2 separate regions of the Mus musculus genome follow, and region 2 is linked to region 1. The links are chromatin contacts, called in public Hi-C maps. All regions are on one chromosome and are shown on one strand. Each heading gives the region's core, a stretch centred on a gene start, on an enhancer-like site or on the middle of the called end of the contact. The rest is flanking DNA. Distances are from core to core; before and after follow the strand shown.

The links. Hi-C and Micro-C count contacts between places; a contact is called where the count stands out from the background.
Region 2: a Hi-C map of B cells shows a contact between it and region 1, with 5 read pairs. The contact joins the promoter of Fcmr here to the enhancer-like site in region 1. A contact is called at or near these places in 1 of 39 promoter capture datasets (pre-B cells), 1 of 484 Hi-C or Micro-C datasets (B cells), 1 of 115 datasets of contacts at active chromatin or transcription factors (large pre-B cells) and 1 of 9 other capture datasets (adipose tissue).

The regions. Positions count from the first base shown.
Region 1 is chr1:130,472,266-130,476,499 of GRCm38.p6, forward strand. No RefSeq gene overlaps it. Among named protein-coding and RNA genes, the nearest start is that of Cd55, 12 kb to the left of the region's middle. Within about 2 kb of position 2,171, at least 80 of the 459 cell types and tissues checked have an H3K27ac peak or open chromatin away from gene starts, as enhancers often do. A contact at or near this core is called in B cells, where this site is marked.
Region 2 is chr1:130,863,621-130,867,854 of GRCm38.p6, forward strand. Fcmr (Fc fragment of IgM receptor) reads left to right here and starts at 2,157. Exons shown (of 8, transcript NM_026976.3): 1 at 2,157-2,276. The coding sequence starts at 2,240.

The DNA.
Region 1 (4,234 bases), core at 921-3,420:
TTTTTGAAGTGATTATCTCCTTTCTCACCTACACACCCCAGTTGTGTGGTTTATTTCAATGTCTCTTTCAAGTGAATACAAACATAATTCTCTAATATAAATAAATAAATAAATAAATAAATAAATAAATAAAGGCTTACTATGAAGTCCAAGTTGGACCTGAACTACAATCTCCCTGCCTCAACTTCTCAAGCTCTGTGTAGGGAATGGTTCTGATGCTTCGATAGGAAATCTGTGTGTGAACTCTGAGGGGTCTGTTCCCCAGTTGGTTCAATCAATAAAGATGCTAGCAGCCAGTGGCTGGGTGGAAGAGGCAGGGCTTCCAGGTTCTCTCGGGCAGGCTAAGAGACGCGGGAGGAGGAAAGAGGATTCGCCATGCATGGGAAGGAGGGAGAACCACTAGCCATGTGAGATCTTGGGTAGAGTGGCCATTGGTGGCTTCCCTGACTGGGCCTGGGGCAGCAGGCAGGAGATTAGAAAGGCAACTAAGCTGAGGGCAGATTTAAGGTGCTGAGCAAGGAGAAGGTAACCAGGAAACTAAATTGAGGGTAGATTTAGAGGTGTTGAGCTGGGTGTGAAGGTAAGGGCACATTAGCCGTGGGAGGCTTAGAAGATCCCCATCATTGAGCTAAAAAGCATATTAAAAATAAGGTAGTGTGTGTGTGTGTGTGTGTGTGTGTGTGTGTGTGTGTGTCTTTCGTCCACGGATCCAAGGGAACCAGGGTGGAAGCTGGTAGCAAGGTCCACCTGGAACTCCAAGCAGGGTTAGTAGAAACTACACACTACAGTGCTGAGATTGCAGACAATTTTCACCATGCCCTGCTTCCCTCTACATCTTGAAGTTAGTCCTGTCTGGTCCCATCGTCTACTACAGCTGCTCTGATGGAGGCTGTTAATGATGCTTGCATCATGAGTGACCTCATTTCTTGGGTCTAGCAGCAGAGAGGATCCCACTGGTACTTTTCACCTTAATATACTTCCTTCTCAGCAGCACCGTGTGTTTCTGAGTCTAGCTCACTGTCTGTGCCTTTCTAGCCTATTTTATTGCCTCCTATTTGTCTCCATAAATTCCAAACAAAATGCTTGACTTCTCTGTCCCTCAATCTGTCCCTGTTAGACCTAGTGGAGAAACCCCCACACAATTCCCGATTCAGCGTGCACCCAAAAAATCACAAAGGACCATCTCCTAATGTAATTACATGAGGACGTTTAATGACGGAGCTCTGGACCGACATGCATCCCACACAGGAGATAACGGATGTCGGCCACGAGGCTCAAAAGCTAGGGGTTTTTATGGGGTAAGGGGCTTAGGGGTGTGGAATTCAGCATAGCGACACACTATTGGCTTATTCAAACATTAACAGAAAGATTACAGGGCATCAGGACTTTGTTCCTGTGGGCTGGGGGCTTATCTTTGTTCACATAGCAACCAGTTGATGTATGACTTTACCTGGCGTCAAGGGGCAATAGACAGAGGGGAGGTTCCGGCCAGGTGGTGTTGACCCAGACAAGATAGCCCTGCTTGTACAATCAAGCTGTTCTTAGGAATGTCTTAACAACAGCCCTGTCTGTTCTGCTTTGTTCTCGGCCCCAGGCCGGGGCTCATAGACAACTTTTTTTGCATGAATCACAAGATATAAAATCTCATTTTCTTTTATCCCCTTATCCCAACATCTGTTACTCTGATGATATCCAGTCTTATACATTCATATGACATCAAATACTATGAATTCTCAAATCATATATTTAGTCTGCATCACTTTCCTGAATATATAAGACCTGGTTGCTTAGTTGGCAACTTGAGTAGGAGAGATAAAAGATGTTTTAATGCTAGAAAGAGAGAAAAAAAAAAAAACAAAAAAAAAAACCAGAGGTCCAATTTCTTCCTACACCAGTTTCCCGTTTAGTGAATGGCATTCCATCCTCCACTTAGGATGGTTTAGGTCCAGCTCCCAAGGGTCATCTTTTTTACCTCACTTTGTCTCATAATCCACCTAGAAATTTAACAAATATTATACTCTCCTCTCTACCTTCAAATTACAGCTCAAAGTAGACAGGATTCCCCTTTCACAATCTTATGCAAGCAGCCTTCCTTCCTTCCTTTCTAGCCACTGAGAAGGGGAGGTGTCTGCCACTCCCCTTACTCTCACATTCCTGAGGGCAGGTTACTTGGCAGCTGCATATGTGTCCTGGCTTCCTTGCTTTCAGGAAACTCACACACAGTCGCTGACCAGGCCCCATGGTCTCCTTCTCCCTTTCTTTTCTGCCCTCATCTCCCCAGACTCCCCCACCCAGTGTTAACTGGTTTCCTTGTCCTGGCTTTTGAGCTCACAGAACAGAATCCCAAACAGATCAAAGTCCCACTCAGAGTCCGTGACTACTGTTTCATACAGATGTCTCCATGCTTTCTATACATCCCTGAAGACCTTCTTCTTAAATACTTAAGGAAGGCCCTTTTATGCCATTGTGTTTGATATAGAAATGTACCCCACAATTACAGGTCTAGTACCTCCCTTTATATTCATTCCTTCAATGCTTACCACAACTCATAGCTTTTAATAATTTGTTAATTGTGCGTATTCCCACAATTGAGTGTGAACTTCATACACAGAAAGGTTTTTTTTTTTTTTTGTCTTTTGTATTAAATGCAAAACCCCAGACTCCTAGATCAGTGCCCTGTATATAGTATATACTCAATAAATGTTGCTGAATAACTGAATTCATGCACAGATTTTATAACCATAAAACTCCCATTCAAACAACATGCTTATGAATCCTCTTAAAATATTGAAGATTTGGCAACACTGGGCGTATCCTCCCCAGCTAACAGGTACCGGAGAGGGGCTTAGGAGCCATTTCCTTCTAATGCTCACCACCACTTCCTGTTATTCTCACCCAGGTTGACTGAGCGTGACCCGACTCTCCAGTGACACCCAGTCTGGGTCTGTTTGTATCAATGGGAAACAACACCTACTCCTTTCCCCAAAGGTAGTTTTCAAAAAAACAGGAATTGTTTTACTTTATAAAATCGCTTTATTATAACGATCTAAAAAAAAAAAATCAATAAACACACCTAGATTAAGGAAGCCACTCAAGCAAACACTTGCCCAGTCCCAAGTTCTGTCATCTCTAGGAACTTCTCTGCAGTTAGAATTGCCATTCTGAAGTGTCACTAATAGTTACATTTTAATGCACTTGTCCATGTGAAAAAGGAAAAAAGAATTTAAAAAAAATTAAAAAAAAAATACTAAGACACAATTGAAACCAGAAAGACAATGAATGTATATCCTCTTGTGACTCATGGGTCTTTTGCCCGCATTCCTTCCCTTCTTTTGCCTAATTCTCATTCCCTTTCCTAAATGTAATTCCATGTATACACACAGATGTTTGCATATATGAATATGTATATGTTTGTTCCAGTTTTTTTTTTCTTCTGAGTTTGGGTGCCCTTGCTTATCATTATTCTAAGTCCATCCATTTTTCTGCAAAAACTTCCCATTCCTTACAGCTCAGTAATATTCTGTTTTGTATATATACTACATTTTTGTTATCCACTTGTTGATGGACATTTGGTCCATTGCCTTGCTAGTGTAAGCAGAGAGACACTAACCATGGATGTGCAGGTATCTCTGTGATAGGATATGGAGCTCTCTGCGATATTCCCGAGAGTGGACAGCTGGGTCGTGTGGTGGTTCTGCCTTTAAGTTTTTGAAGAATGAAACTCCTTTGTGTGTGCACTGTGCATGCTCAGTTCATCTCTTTTGGTTCTTCTAGGCTGAGCATGCCTGCACCACTTTCTTTCCCTCTAGGAAAGTATGGCTCGGCACATACTGATACCACCTTGTACTCCAATCGAACACTGCTGATTTTCAGACTCAATGGCCAACTGTCTGCCAAAGACCACTAAGAGCATTCTCAGAGCTCCCCCAAGTCCATCCTGCAAAGGAGGCATTTTCTTCTGACCTCTAACCTGCTGTTTTTTCTCTACTGTGTTTCTAATTAGTAACATCACAGGACATCATGTAAATTTGGGGTGGACTTCAGGATCTTGGAATTGATCTTCTTTCTCCTCATCTCCAACACACTTTTCCCCCATTTATTTATTATTTCATTCTTGGGTACTTAATTACAATCATATCTATCCCTGACTCTTTCCTCTTCAAATCTTCCTGTTTCCCCAACCTCTCTAAAATGTCTGACCCCTTTTTCCTTCATTATTATTGTTACACACATG
Region 2 (4,234 bases), core at 907-3,406, 390 kb after region 1:
GCAACAGTGTATCCTGCAGGCAGGTCACCATGGTAGACCAAAGGGTTTGAAGATGGCCAACCCCTCACACACACATCTATACTAATTCTTGCTTTTACCCTATGCTTTTTAAAAAGGAATCTTTTTTAAAGACTATACATGTTAAATTCTCTCCTCTTGTCTATATGTTTTCAGCCCTGATTGACAGGCTCAACCACACAGCGAGTTCCTGAACATCATAGACATACATAATACATATCTGTAATAATTATATATACACAATATACACTCACAGCCACATCATATACTCACATGTCACAAAGCACATCATATATCATAGAACACATGTCACATGTCTACACACCACACAGCACCCATTTACATAAAGCATGCTGCACATTTGTACAGGCCACTGATCTCCCACATTAGCAATATGCTGACATCCACACTCTCTCATACCCACTGTAATACTTAGCATATTCACTCATAAACTCCCTCTCTCCTGTCCTTCATCTAGCCTACCCCAGGACTTCAAGGCAATCCTAACCATTTAACCAGCTAATGGAGAGCCCAGCTAGCTGTTGGATGGGTGTGGACCACTGCAAAGAGCTCTCTCCATGGAGAACTGTAAGGCACTGATCCTAGCTGAAACTGCCCTCAGTCGGCTACTCTAACCAGGAGGCAGAGACTGCCCTCTGTCCACTTGGCCTGTTTGTTGGCTGGAGGACATCTCATGCCCATTGCTCTGAGCTAGTAGAGACCTGGAGAGAGAAGGGCAGGGCTGGGCAGAGCAGGGAAGGCAGCCTGCACCCACACATTTCCTCTTTCCTCTTCCTCTGCACCTGCTCTGGGCTCGCACTCAACCTCCAGGGCTGAGGACATCATTGTGTTCTGTTTTGGAGAGCATGTGACCAATCTGGTGTGTAGGCGTGAGGAAGGAGTGGTGTGCAGGCAGCCAGCCACCAATGAGCCTAAAATAGTGTGGACAAAAGTGACTAGGAAGCCTAGACTAGGGGTACCATTGGCGAATGAAACCCCCGACCCAAGGAAAACCTGGGAATCCTCTGATAAGTTACAGCTTTGCACACCTGAAAGACCATTAAAGCCAAATAGCCCATGGTAAAGGGCTTTTATAGCATTTCTACATCAGTGATCTCTGCTGTGCACCAGACAAGACAGTGACCATACCCAAGTGACCAATGAGAACACAGGCTCAGCGAAGCTTGCCCAAGGCGAACAAAGTCAAGCCTGGACAAACCATTTTGTCTGAAGCCTGAAACTGTTTTCCTTATTCTCAGCTTCTCTACTCTCCATCAGTGAGCCTCACTCACCCTCGCCACTGGGTGTCTTGAAAAATGGCTCGACCAGACTGCCAACCCTAAGGGCAGAGTTTGCTATGTGACTTGTCACACCTGACTCTTAGCATTGTCTTCTGCTTATTAGACAGTGGCTTGTGCCTCTGCCAGAGGGAAGCGCCTTTCAGATACCACTGTAAGAGAATGAGGCCTAAAGATTAACTGAGGCCCTGAGCAAGCTGTGCCTAAGACCTCAGGAATGATAGTGTGCATATTGGAGTACCAGAGGCTATGTGTCTCACCTCCATCTGTTTTCTAGATAAATGTAGTTCAGACAAAAGCAGTAGACTGCACAAAATCCATGGCTAATATCACTATAAATAGTAGGTGTTCACAAGTACTCATGGGAGGAGTTACAGAGTGAGTTCCAAGACAGCCAGGGCTACACAGAGAAACCCTGTCTTGAAATACCAAAACAAACAAACAAACAAAAACAAAAAAACAAACAAAAACAAAACAAAAAAAAAACCCAGGTGACTTTCAAAGCCTAGCTTTGGTCCACAAAGGCTTTGTTGTTGGGAGAGATGAGTTGGTGATGAGCTTTGTTGTCCTGAGGATGGAGAAACAACAAATGCCTCTAGCTCAGAAGTCAGTCGGCACCTATGAATCCTGGGAGGTCCCTTTGAGAAGAGGGGGCAAGGCCTGGCAGCTGCTCAGGCTGAGAGCTTGGACCTGCTCACTCATTTTTATGCAGTACGTGTTTTCTCAATTCTTGATTTCCGCTATGGTTCGCTGGTGTTTTCTTTTTTAGACAAAGACTAGCTAGCAAACAAAACAGATTATCATTTCCTCATTTTAAGTCCTTGCCACTCAAAGAGGTCCAGCATAGCTTTCAAGCACCCAGTTGTAGAAGGCTCCCAGGTGATCGGTGTGTGTCAGCCTCACTCCAGGGCCTCCAGGGAACCATGGACTTTTGGCTTTGGTTACTTTACTTCCTGCCAGGTGAGTGCTCTGAGGAAACACTTCAGACTTAACTACCAGGTTTGAATTAGCCAGAGGTAATCAGTTGACAGCCATCTCTGACCCTGATGCATCTGGAGAGTTGCAGTTGCAGCCGGGGCACAGAGAACAAGGGTGGAGACCTGTGAAGTGGATGCTGGCCACTCCCCACTCCTTCAGTATGCTTCCAGACTTCCACCCTAGACAGCTGTTAGATTTCTAAGGGTTGAACGTGTCACATATCTTAAAGACTCACTTTTTGGGGATCTTAAAATGTATGTCTCCAAGGTTTGTTCTTCTTGTATGTATTTCTCCTCTAGATCTTTCTTCTTCACTCTGAAATTGGAAACTTTCAAATGAAGTCTCCCTAAACTATTCCCTTAAGCTTCTTATCTCAGCTTACAGCCACCTACCCAGCAATCCGCTTGAATGACCACCAAGATCTGGAATACATGCGCCTAATGCCTTGCCTAATATACTTCCCTGGTTGCCATACAAGCCAGCTATTCCATTTGTGTTAAGCGTCTCTAAGATTATAACGTCATTCCATGGCTCCCACTATCTACTAACTAAAACACACTCTCCTCCCTTAGAATCTGAGCTTATCATGCTCCCACGGACCTTCTTCCAGAGAAATAGACCTCTTCTTGGTACAAATGCTACAAATTCCCCCTCCTGCACCCTCCCTCAGGCTGTCCCCGCTTACCATCCCTGTTACTGTCATTACTCCCAGTTTACCATTATTACCTGGCTCTTTGCAGGTCATGGCAAACCTACCTATCTCTCACAGTCATTATTCCCAAGCACCTTCTGAACCCCAGCCACAGCCATGTCCTATTTCGGCTCAGTGTGCTCAGCTTATTTAGTTTGTCAGGAATGCCTGCTTTGTGATAATTAAGCTTTGCTGAGGATTTGACTGGATTGAGAAATGCTGAGGTACTAGTCAAGCTTACTTCTGGATGTAATTGCAAGGTCCTTTCCAGAAAGAATTCAGCAAGGGGAGAAGACCCCCTTGCCTGCGGATTTTACTATCCCGTGGGCCGAGGTCACGAACAGAATAAAAAAAGAAGAAAGAGAAAGGCTGCAGAGGACTGAGTTCACCTTCCTCCCATTTGTTGATCGACCTACCAGCCCACCCTGAGATATAATCAGGCAGCTTCATACTTCTGCTACCATAGCTTCCATGCCACGATGGTCTAGAGCAGTTCTCAGCCTTCCTAAAGCAGTGGCCCTTTAATACAGCTCCTCACGTTGTAGTGACCCCCAGTCATAGAATTATTTTCACCGCTACTGCATAGCTGCAGTGTTGCTAGTGATATAAATTGTAATGGAAACATCTGTGTTCTCTGATAGCCTTAGGTGACCCCTGTACTCTAAAGGGGTCATTACCCATAAGCTGAGAACCGATGGTCTCAAAACTGTGAGCACAAATACACCTCCCCCGCCCCCCACTGAACTTTCTTCTCGTCATGTATTTTGTTGCAATAATGAGAGAAAAGTGACGAATAGAGTAAATTGATAACTAGAAGTGAGGTTACTGTTGTGAAAAATCTGACCTTGTGGTTAATAGGCCTTCAGGACTAATTTTCAGGAGGAATTCTGAGATGTGTGGGTGATCTAGAGAAGGTCGAGGATGTTATAAGAAGAGGTTAATTGGATCATGCTGGTGAAAGCACAAAGGACCAGAACAAAATAAATAAATCAGTAAATAAATAGATAAATAAATACTGCTCACAGGAGAACAAGATTCTATCAGAAATTAGGGCAGGAGTCATTTGTTGTTCAAGGTATTAAAGAATCAGGCTGTGTTCTGATGGTGTCCTAAAGTTGTTTGACAGAGGAAATGTAAATGTGGCATAACATTCAAGCCATGGCGTGGTTACTGCTCACAGCGCTTACCCAGATTTACAGTGAGAGAGAACACAAGTGTGTGGGAAATGGGCTTCTTGGCAAAGAAAGGA